2 separate regions of the Lactuca sativa genome follow, and region 1 is linked to region 2. A link is a contact called in public Hi-C data. All regions are on one chromosome and are shown on one strand. Each heading gives the region's core, a stretch centred on a gene start, on an enhancer-like site or on the middle of the called end of the contact. The rest is flanking DNA. Distances are from core to core; before and after follow the strand shown.

Region 1 (4,146 bases), core at 884-3,383, 150 kb before region 2:
GCGCCTTTAGCCACACAAACACAATGCCCCATTACATCAAAAGCAGCTCGATTCTTGTACTGAATATACTTCCATGTAAACAACCCTGCCATTGCCCCGATCCATAGTGCAATCACCCAACATCTTTGCCAATTATCTTGTAAAAAGTACTTGAATCGATCGTATCCTCGTTGTAAGATGTTCCTATCGTTTGCATTCCGAAGCTTTTGGCTCAACATCATGCTTAGATTTTTGCTTTCGCCTCTCACGGATTGTGTTGGGGCTTGCAGCAAAAGGGTCTCCAAGCTTTCAATCTGGTTTCGAGAATATAAATTTGGATGTTAGCCGATAAAAAGAACGAAAATATAAACTACATCTTAATGTTGTTGAAGTGAAACAATGATAGATGTGTACCATGATGTAACCGAGGTTGTCGGGGTCTAATTCTTCCATAATCAATGCGGCGTATTCATCAGCTTGTTTTTGAATGTTCGATAACTTGTTTGCGGATGCACTTAAGCTGATAATCTGTATTGCATGAAGACAAAATCACATGTTAATTTTGTTCTTTGTACAGAAAAAAAAAAAGATTAATACGATGGCATCCTTCCTTATAACACAAGTCAAAGACTAAAGTAATTAATATATTGTTATATTTATTAGAAAATAACTGTTACAACTATAAATGGCAATTTTCTAAACATCAATTGGCAAATTATTAATAGCAAATAATTGTTAGAGTTAGTATTTAATACTTTTATTAGCAATAAAGTATAACTAACTTACGTTACCGTACTATCACACAAACCAACTGAAATCAAAAGGGGGTTCAGTTCATACCTCTCGAACTTCGGCTTCGTTGATCCGGCCATCGGCATCTTTGTCAACCCTGAATTTATGTTTTTGAATTAGTAAACGTATTCACATATCAATCCTTTGAATCAGTTAAGAACTATGATATGGAAAAACACAATTGATTTTAATGATTAATGAACAGATTATGGATAAATATTATAGGGAAATACTCACATATCAAAGAAAGTTTGAAGCCTTGAATCGAAACTTTGATCAGCAATTTGATCCCAGAACTCCTTCAGCTGAGCTTTGTTAATCAAGTCGCCGGTGATATTTCGTCGCCGACTAAGTGCATCGAATAGTTCTCCAGCGAATTCTTTTGAATCTTTGTTCATCCCTGCCGGAATTTGGAAACAGATAGAATAAATAAAAGGGATTACAGAAAAAGGAATAACAAAAGATGAAGATCTGAATTATTAGTTACCAATGCATTCTCCGAAAAGTGCTCGGGGAAGTAAGCCGGTGGTGGTGGCGGTGAGCTCATCAAACCGCTTCTCCAAGGCGGCCCACGCCGCAGCTCCATCGGTTTTGCTGATGAACTTCAACCCTTTAAGAGCATGAGTTGCGGCAGATTTGGTCCTGTCGTATCGCCCAGCTGTCGGTCGTTTTGATATCGATGTTAATTTTCTAAGCTCTTCCGATACTTGCCGGATTCTCGACGACGCATTTCGCACAACTGAAGCCCCCAAAGAAGACCTTTTCTCCAGCCCTTTAGCCAATAAAGTCAGTTCGGGGTCCTCCACATCACCGGCAGTTTTCACGCTGTGAACCGCCACAGAATCGTCGCCAACATCCAAAGTAATCTCAACGTAATCGTCGTTATTTCTCGACTTCATACTTCCACCACCGCTACTGCTACCGCTGTCGTCTGGAATATTAAATCTGGCGCTTTTACGGGTACCTCTTTTGTTCAACGGACCACTAAACGCCGTCCTGTCAGAGCCAACAATCTCCGTATCGCGGTTACTCTCCGGCAACCCATCTTTGCCGTCACCAGTACCCATTTTTTGCATTTGCATCAAATCCAAATCCCAGATCACAAATCCAAAAGATTAAACAATTGATCTGAACGATATTTAATCAAACTAATGTCCCCGATTTGGATGAACTTTATTTGGAAGCTTGGAAAAGATTAAATAAATTTTAAAAACGCAGATGATGAAAGGTGAAGAGAATTGTGGTATTTAAAGAACGGATCAATGGCGATGGCTTTTGGTTTGGAAGGTTTTGGAGCTATGCAGTTGTTTAAATGGGTCCAGAAATGACACCTTCTACGTCTTCTTGTTCAAGGAGGAAGAAGGCTCCGAGTTATCGCTAGAGTGTGTGTATGAGAATGAGTCAACGTTGACGACTAGGCTTTGTGTTATTAAAAATTTACACATTAAAACCTTACCAACCATAAAAGTTTTAAGGATTGCATTATACATGCATCTTGAAGCTGTGTTTAGCAGGTGATTTTAAATATAAATTTACTTCGTTTTACTAATTAATTTACCTAAAGATTTGTACAAATAACAGGTTGGAGGGAAATACAAATTAGTTAACGGCTTAAATAAGTAATTTACGTTGAATAGAAAAGACAGTTGGGTTGGATTGACCCTAAAGGGTTATTATATATATATATATATATATATATATATATATATATATATATATATATATATATATATATATATATATATATATATATATATATATAATTTAACTTTTATTTAAACTACTTCGAAGTATATTTCCCTAAATTTTACTTATCCATACAAATAATGCAAAGAGTCCTTTATGATTCTAGTATCTTCTTGTGAAGGAAAATTTGTATTAATGATAGGTATGGTAGTACAAGTAGTGTCTGTATATTTAATCGTCATAATAAATATATATTTTTTTGTCTCATTTTGATTTTCTTATTTTAGACCATAAAAATGCTTTCATGACCAATCAAAAAAACACTCCAAATGAAGAAAGTCAACGAAGCATTGGATTTAAGGTAAAGAAACATGTTTTTTTTTTGCTCAATTGTGTTCATTCTTTTTATAGTATTTACAATGGTAAGTTCAATGTAAGAGTTGAAGGATATGGTAAGTGTATTTGACATTCAATGGATGAGAATCATTGAACTCTTCAATTGAAAAAATAAAAGTTTTTAATTCTTAAATATTTATTAAAAATTATATTTTGTAACATTCTATTGAACTTTATAGAATTTAATGTATCATAGAAAAAAAATGATAAGGTTTTATAGATTGTAGAAAAATAATGTAACAATCCATTAAACTCTATGGAATTCAATGCATTATGGATGTCTTATAATATTTGTGGGTCAATAATTGGATTGGATAAAACAAAAACAAACAAAAATATCAAGCGAACTAAACAAAACAAGTATGGTTTTGATTAAAATTGGTTTAGTTGAAAATCAAACCGTATATATATAGATTTGTTTTAATTAAAAAAAAATACAAAACATGATGTTATTTGAAGTTTTAAATATTAAAAAAAAGTATCAAGTGAGTCTTCTCCACCAATTGAATACTTTGATTTCAAACAGAAATTATATATCAATAAAAGAAAATTCATGCATCTTAATGTTTTACGTAAATTAATAAAAATACATTATCTAAAATGGAACGAAATTAAAATGTACTAATATTATCCATGAAAATATAATTCATAAAGTCTTAAAACACGTTTTGATTTGGTATAGAGATTTTAAGTCCAAAAATAATAGAAAACTATTTATGCATGACTTGATCTTTCTCGATTATTTTCAACAAAGTTAACGCAATTGTTGATTGCGTGCCGGTCAACTTTGCCTAATTCATGTGCTTGTCCACTTGCTTTAGAATGTACAAGTCTCCAAGCTTCTTGTGCAACCATCTTTCGTCAATTTTGATTTTTGAATTTCTTGTCATTTCCTGGAAACACTGTTGAAATGTTATTTTCCACTTTCCAGCAGGGGAAATGTTGCCCGGTAAGACCTGTCGGTATGCTTCTTACCGCACATCGTGGTATGTAATGTGTCATCGTTGGTTGGACTGTGGTAAGCATGTCAAACGAAGACCTTTTTACTGCACCTTCCATTTGATTTATTTTACCGTTGTTTTTAAATGGATAGAAATATAATTTTTTTAAATAAACAATATATATATATATATATATATATATATATATATATATATATATATATATATATATATATATATATATATATAATAGCCGTTTACCCGCGCAAAACGGCAGACTGTGGTAAGCATGTCAATTCAATCGTTAGTTTGTTTTAGGAAATATGTCATATTAAAAATAAAGAAAATTCAT
Region 2 (4,267 bases), core at 384-2,883:
ATAAATATTATATAAATAAAAATAATAATAAATATTATATAATTATTTAAATGGTGCAGTTCGTTTATTATTTGCGGTTTGATTATTTTTAGTTTTTATAAAATTACAAAATGTAACAATCCAAAATCTTTGTTTTTTGAAAAATTTAAAACAATACCGTTGGTTTTCGTTTCGTTTGGGTTTGTGCGGTTATTCCGATTATTTTAGTTGTGGTTCGGTTCTTGTCTATCCGTAATTATATATAACTTTTTTAGTGATTATGTTATAAGTATATTTTTTTTTATCTGAACGCATTATATATTTCATATAAACAGGTTTAAAGAAAATAAATGTTTTACATAGCTATGGCGAGTAAATGAGCATCAAGCTGCAACTAACCATTTTTGGATAACAAAATTAATTTCTTCTAAGAACCACATCTATAGATCTTAGGGTCATAAGATTACTAAGCGTGACCGGTTAGACTCTATTAGGGAACTCCACAACATACAACACAAGGAGACCAAAAGTATCAAACACGAAAGGTATAAGCATTTGTTGATTTTTCATGTGCGCTTTCTTATATTTTGCCATTTTACAGGAGACAACTTTTAAGTAGACTGCCCCATAGTGAAAACCTCACTCTTCAAACACACAAGAGAAGAAACCCTTATGATTCACACATGCATGCTTTCCTCGTATTCATTCAAAAACTAAAATGTCAGTTGGTCTAAGTATCGATCTTTTTTTCTTATTTTTTTTAATAGAAATTGATCTTTTTTTCAAAGTTGATGTACTTTATTTTTTAATAGAAATGTCAAAAAGTCTATTTCGGCTAGGCATGCAAAAACCGTTTTTTTTTTATGAACCGGACCGGTTCAAAAAACCGGTTCGGTTCAAGTCCAAGTAGTCTAAACCGGTTCACACCCAAACCGGTTCACCCCCAAAAATATCCGAACTTATGTAAACCGGTTCAGAAAAACGGTTCAAAAAACCGGTTCGACGCAAATAAGGTTTTCTATTTTTTTTTTTTTTTTGGGCTAATAAGTGTAAAATAGGAATGAGTTTTTTTTTTGTTTAGAGTATAAAGCTCTAAATTGTCTTAAACCATAAATTTTTTTGGTTTCACAGTAGGTGGTTTGGGTGATTGGGAAGGCAAAGGCTTATAAGCCTTACATATACTTATACACATACACGTCCATATGGGGAATATTGCCAAAAGGGACCAAAAAACGAGTATCTAACGGCTATATAGCCGTTAGAATAAGACAAAAAAAACGGTAATATGCAAAACCGGTCCAAAACCGGATCAAAAAACCGGTTCTTATTAAACCGGTTTGAAACCGGATCACACGGACAAAATGGCGAACTGGTTCGGTCCGGAGGTTCGGTTCTTCGGGGGATCGGTTCATGCCTGAACCGGTTCGGAGGTAAACCGGTTTCCGGTTCATTGACCGGTTCGGTTTGTAAACCGGTTTTTTTGGTCACGTCTAATTTCGGCCGACTTTTAAGCCCGCTATAAATTCTAAGACCATCTACTTCGGCATAACTCTAAGCCCACTATAAATTCTAAGCCCATTTACTTTGGCCCAATTCTAACCATCTAAATTCTAACGTGACAAGTGAGGAGTGATGATGAAATCGGAGGGAAAAGCCATTCGAAGGGTTGAAAAATTGGCGGTTTACACGTTAAATAATACAGCTTCACAATTTATTCCATTATCTTTCCTCTCTAAGTTTTCTCTATCCTAATAGGTGATTTGTTCTATAATTTTGAAATATTGATACACGTTTATTCAGTCTTTAAACCAGGTTTTTGATTCTACTATGGGAGTATTATGAGAAATTCAGATCATTTTCTTGAGAACAACAGCAAAAGACTTCGTTCGGATCTCCATTTATCCAATTCGCTGCTTTCCGTTGTCAATAAACCCAAACCCACCATCTCCAGTTCAGCATCTTTACACATAAACACCTTTGGTATACCGCTAGTATCGAAAACTACAGGTTTATCAGTTGATTTAATTCATCTCCAGCCGACCCTACTTTACACGATCGGCAGGGATCGTCGCCTCTGTGATTTTTCTTTGGATCACCGGCAAGTAAGTAAGCAACACTGTCAAATTTACTTTGATGCATACAATAAGAAAGTATTCGTCGTAGATGGAGTTTCGTTTTTAAGCTCCGAAGAGTTTTCTAAAGTTAGGGTTTCTCTAAATGGGGTTTTCGTCGACGGTGCTAGAGTTGGAAATGGAGAAATTAAAGAAGTCAGCGCCGGCAGTGTGGTTTCATTTATTTGTGCAAATGAAGGTGTTTGTAACAGTATCCGTATTGGGTTCTCGGTTGAAAGAATTATTTTCATGGAGGAAGTTATCCATGGAAATTCATCCAACTCCAGGAACGATTTGTTTCCTGAGATTTTTATCGGCAAATCAGTTGATAGTAAACTCGCTAATGCGGGTCTTCTTTCGAGTAAGTGTAGAGAGATACTCTCTAGTGATGATCCTCTGTTGTATATTAGAGAATGTTTCCCCAACCCTTTCAAGTTAAGGGCTAAACACGTTAGTAGAAATAGAGTTAAAAGAAATTCATGCATTACTCCGGCTAACTTTTTATCACATCCTTCTTGTGTTGCACATGGGGTCTATTCTTGTGAGGGCTTAAACACTACTGATAATAAGACAACTTGTTTGTCTAAAGTCGAACATTCGAATCTAGATACATCCTGTAGAAACAGCTTTATAGCTTCAGAGATGAATGTTGAGCTACAACATTGTATTGTTAATGGTGGGCATTTACAACAACCAGTAAATGCCAGATTCCCTTTAGGGGAATGCATTTCTAACAATAAACCTAGTGACATCTATACTTGTGAAGAGAATATTATTCAATCTGAGCAGAAGAAGAAAGGTGTTTGTGCTCCTCCGCCAGGGAATAAATTCTACTTAAACCGCCTTCATTTCATGGGTGACGATCAATTAAGTGAGGTTAATGTCACATTACCAGAGCTTCTTCATCCTGTTGAAACCCTTGAACGTGTTTTCATTGCAACATTCACAAGTGATTTATCATGGTAAGTCCTAAAGTTCTTGAAACTCTTGTTATATTTTTGAATGTATACACTTTCTCATTTTATCTTTGTAGGTTTTTATCTTACTGTGAGATTCCTGCCCAGTTGCCAATTTCAATTGCATGCCATAATTCCGGGAGGTGTTGGAGTTCAAGCCCTGACAAAAGAACCCTCAAACCTTACTCCGATTTTCCAAACTTAGTTGTTATGTAAGTCAATGACTTCTTGACCATGATTGTTGACCAACTATTATGTAATATAGTTCTTTTCTGATATCAGATACCCTCAATTTCCTGAGGTTATATCCTTCAGTACAGACCGAAAGAAATTCGGCATCGCTTGTCATCATCCTAAATTATTTGTTCTACAAAGAGATGATAGTATGCGTGTAATCATCACTTCCGCCAATCTTGTGGCCAAACAGGTGACTTTCTTACAGAAATTACATAATTACCCTCATTATGATTTTCATGGAACAGAGTTTTCTATTTTCTTTATGATGTAGTGGCTACGAGTGACAAATACTGTTTGGTTTCAAGATTTCCCTCGTGGGAATGTGCTTGATTATAAATCTCTCTTTTGTCAATCATCTTCTGAAGAAGTGAATCAAGATTCAAAATCCGATTTTGCTGCTCAACTTGCTGGATTCATGGCAACTTTGTTAATTGGTGCTCCTGATCAATCCCATTGGATATTGGAATTAGGTAAGTTTGATTTCAGCAATGCTGCTGGACATTTGGTTGCATCTGTACCTGGGATTTATTCCCCAAAGCATCCATACATATCTGAATCTCTTCATTATTTAACTGTAAGTGGTTATTACATGTATTTGTATTAACAGAGCTGTGGCAACTGGCATTCTCTTATTAAGTTTGTATATATTTATTTCAGGGTGATTGTTGTATGCCAAGAACTCTAAGATGCATGTTACTTGGTTCTGTTGAAGCTTCGGTTGTTGGTATTAGCCACCTTTATCGAACATCAGCAGATTCAAATGGAACATTGCTAAAAAAGTTGGCTAGTGCCCTTCAAAAGCGCCATGTCAGCGCATATGGTATGGTGGAAGTGGTTTTAAGGAGAAACGTGAATATAGCAGCTGATTCAAATGCTGTAAGTGTTGCTGTATCTGAGTCGGATAAGGGAGGTAGGTTTTGTTGTGTCTCTCCATGTCTGTATTTATAGTTATCATTCAGTTTGTAATAAACTTTATTTGACTTG

Evidence for each region. Hi-C and Micro-C count contacts between places; a contact is called where the count stands out from the background.
Region 1: a Hi-C map of leaf shows a contact between it and region 2, with 7 times the contacts expected there. The contact joins the promoter of LOC111891104 here to the promoter of LOC111914840 in region 2. A contact is called at or near these places in 3 of 4 Hi-C or Micro-C datasets (leaf and seed).

The regions. Positions count from the first base shown.
Region 1 is chr5:21,292,905-21,297,050 of Lsat_Salinas_v11, reverse strand. LOC111891104 (respiratory burst oxidase homolog protein C) reads right to left here and starts at 2,133. Exons shown (of 11, transcript XM_023887189.3): 1 at 1,259-2,133; 2 at 1,009-1,171; 3 at 820-868; 4 at 394-507; 5 at 1-293. The coding sequence starts at 1,853.
Region 2 is chr5:21,140,439-21,144,705 of Lsat_Salinas_v11, reverse strand. LOC111914840 reads left to right here and starts at 1,633. Exons shown (of 12, transcript XM_023910547.2): 1 at 1,633-3,052; 2 at 3,124-3,258; 3 at 3,329-3,473; 4 at 3,555-3,857; 5 at 3,941-4,193. The coding sequence starts at 1,818.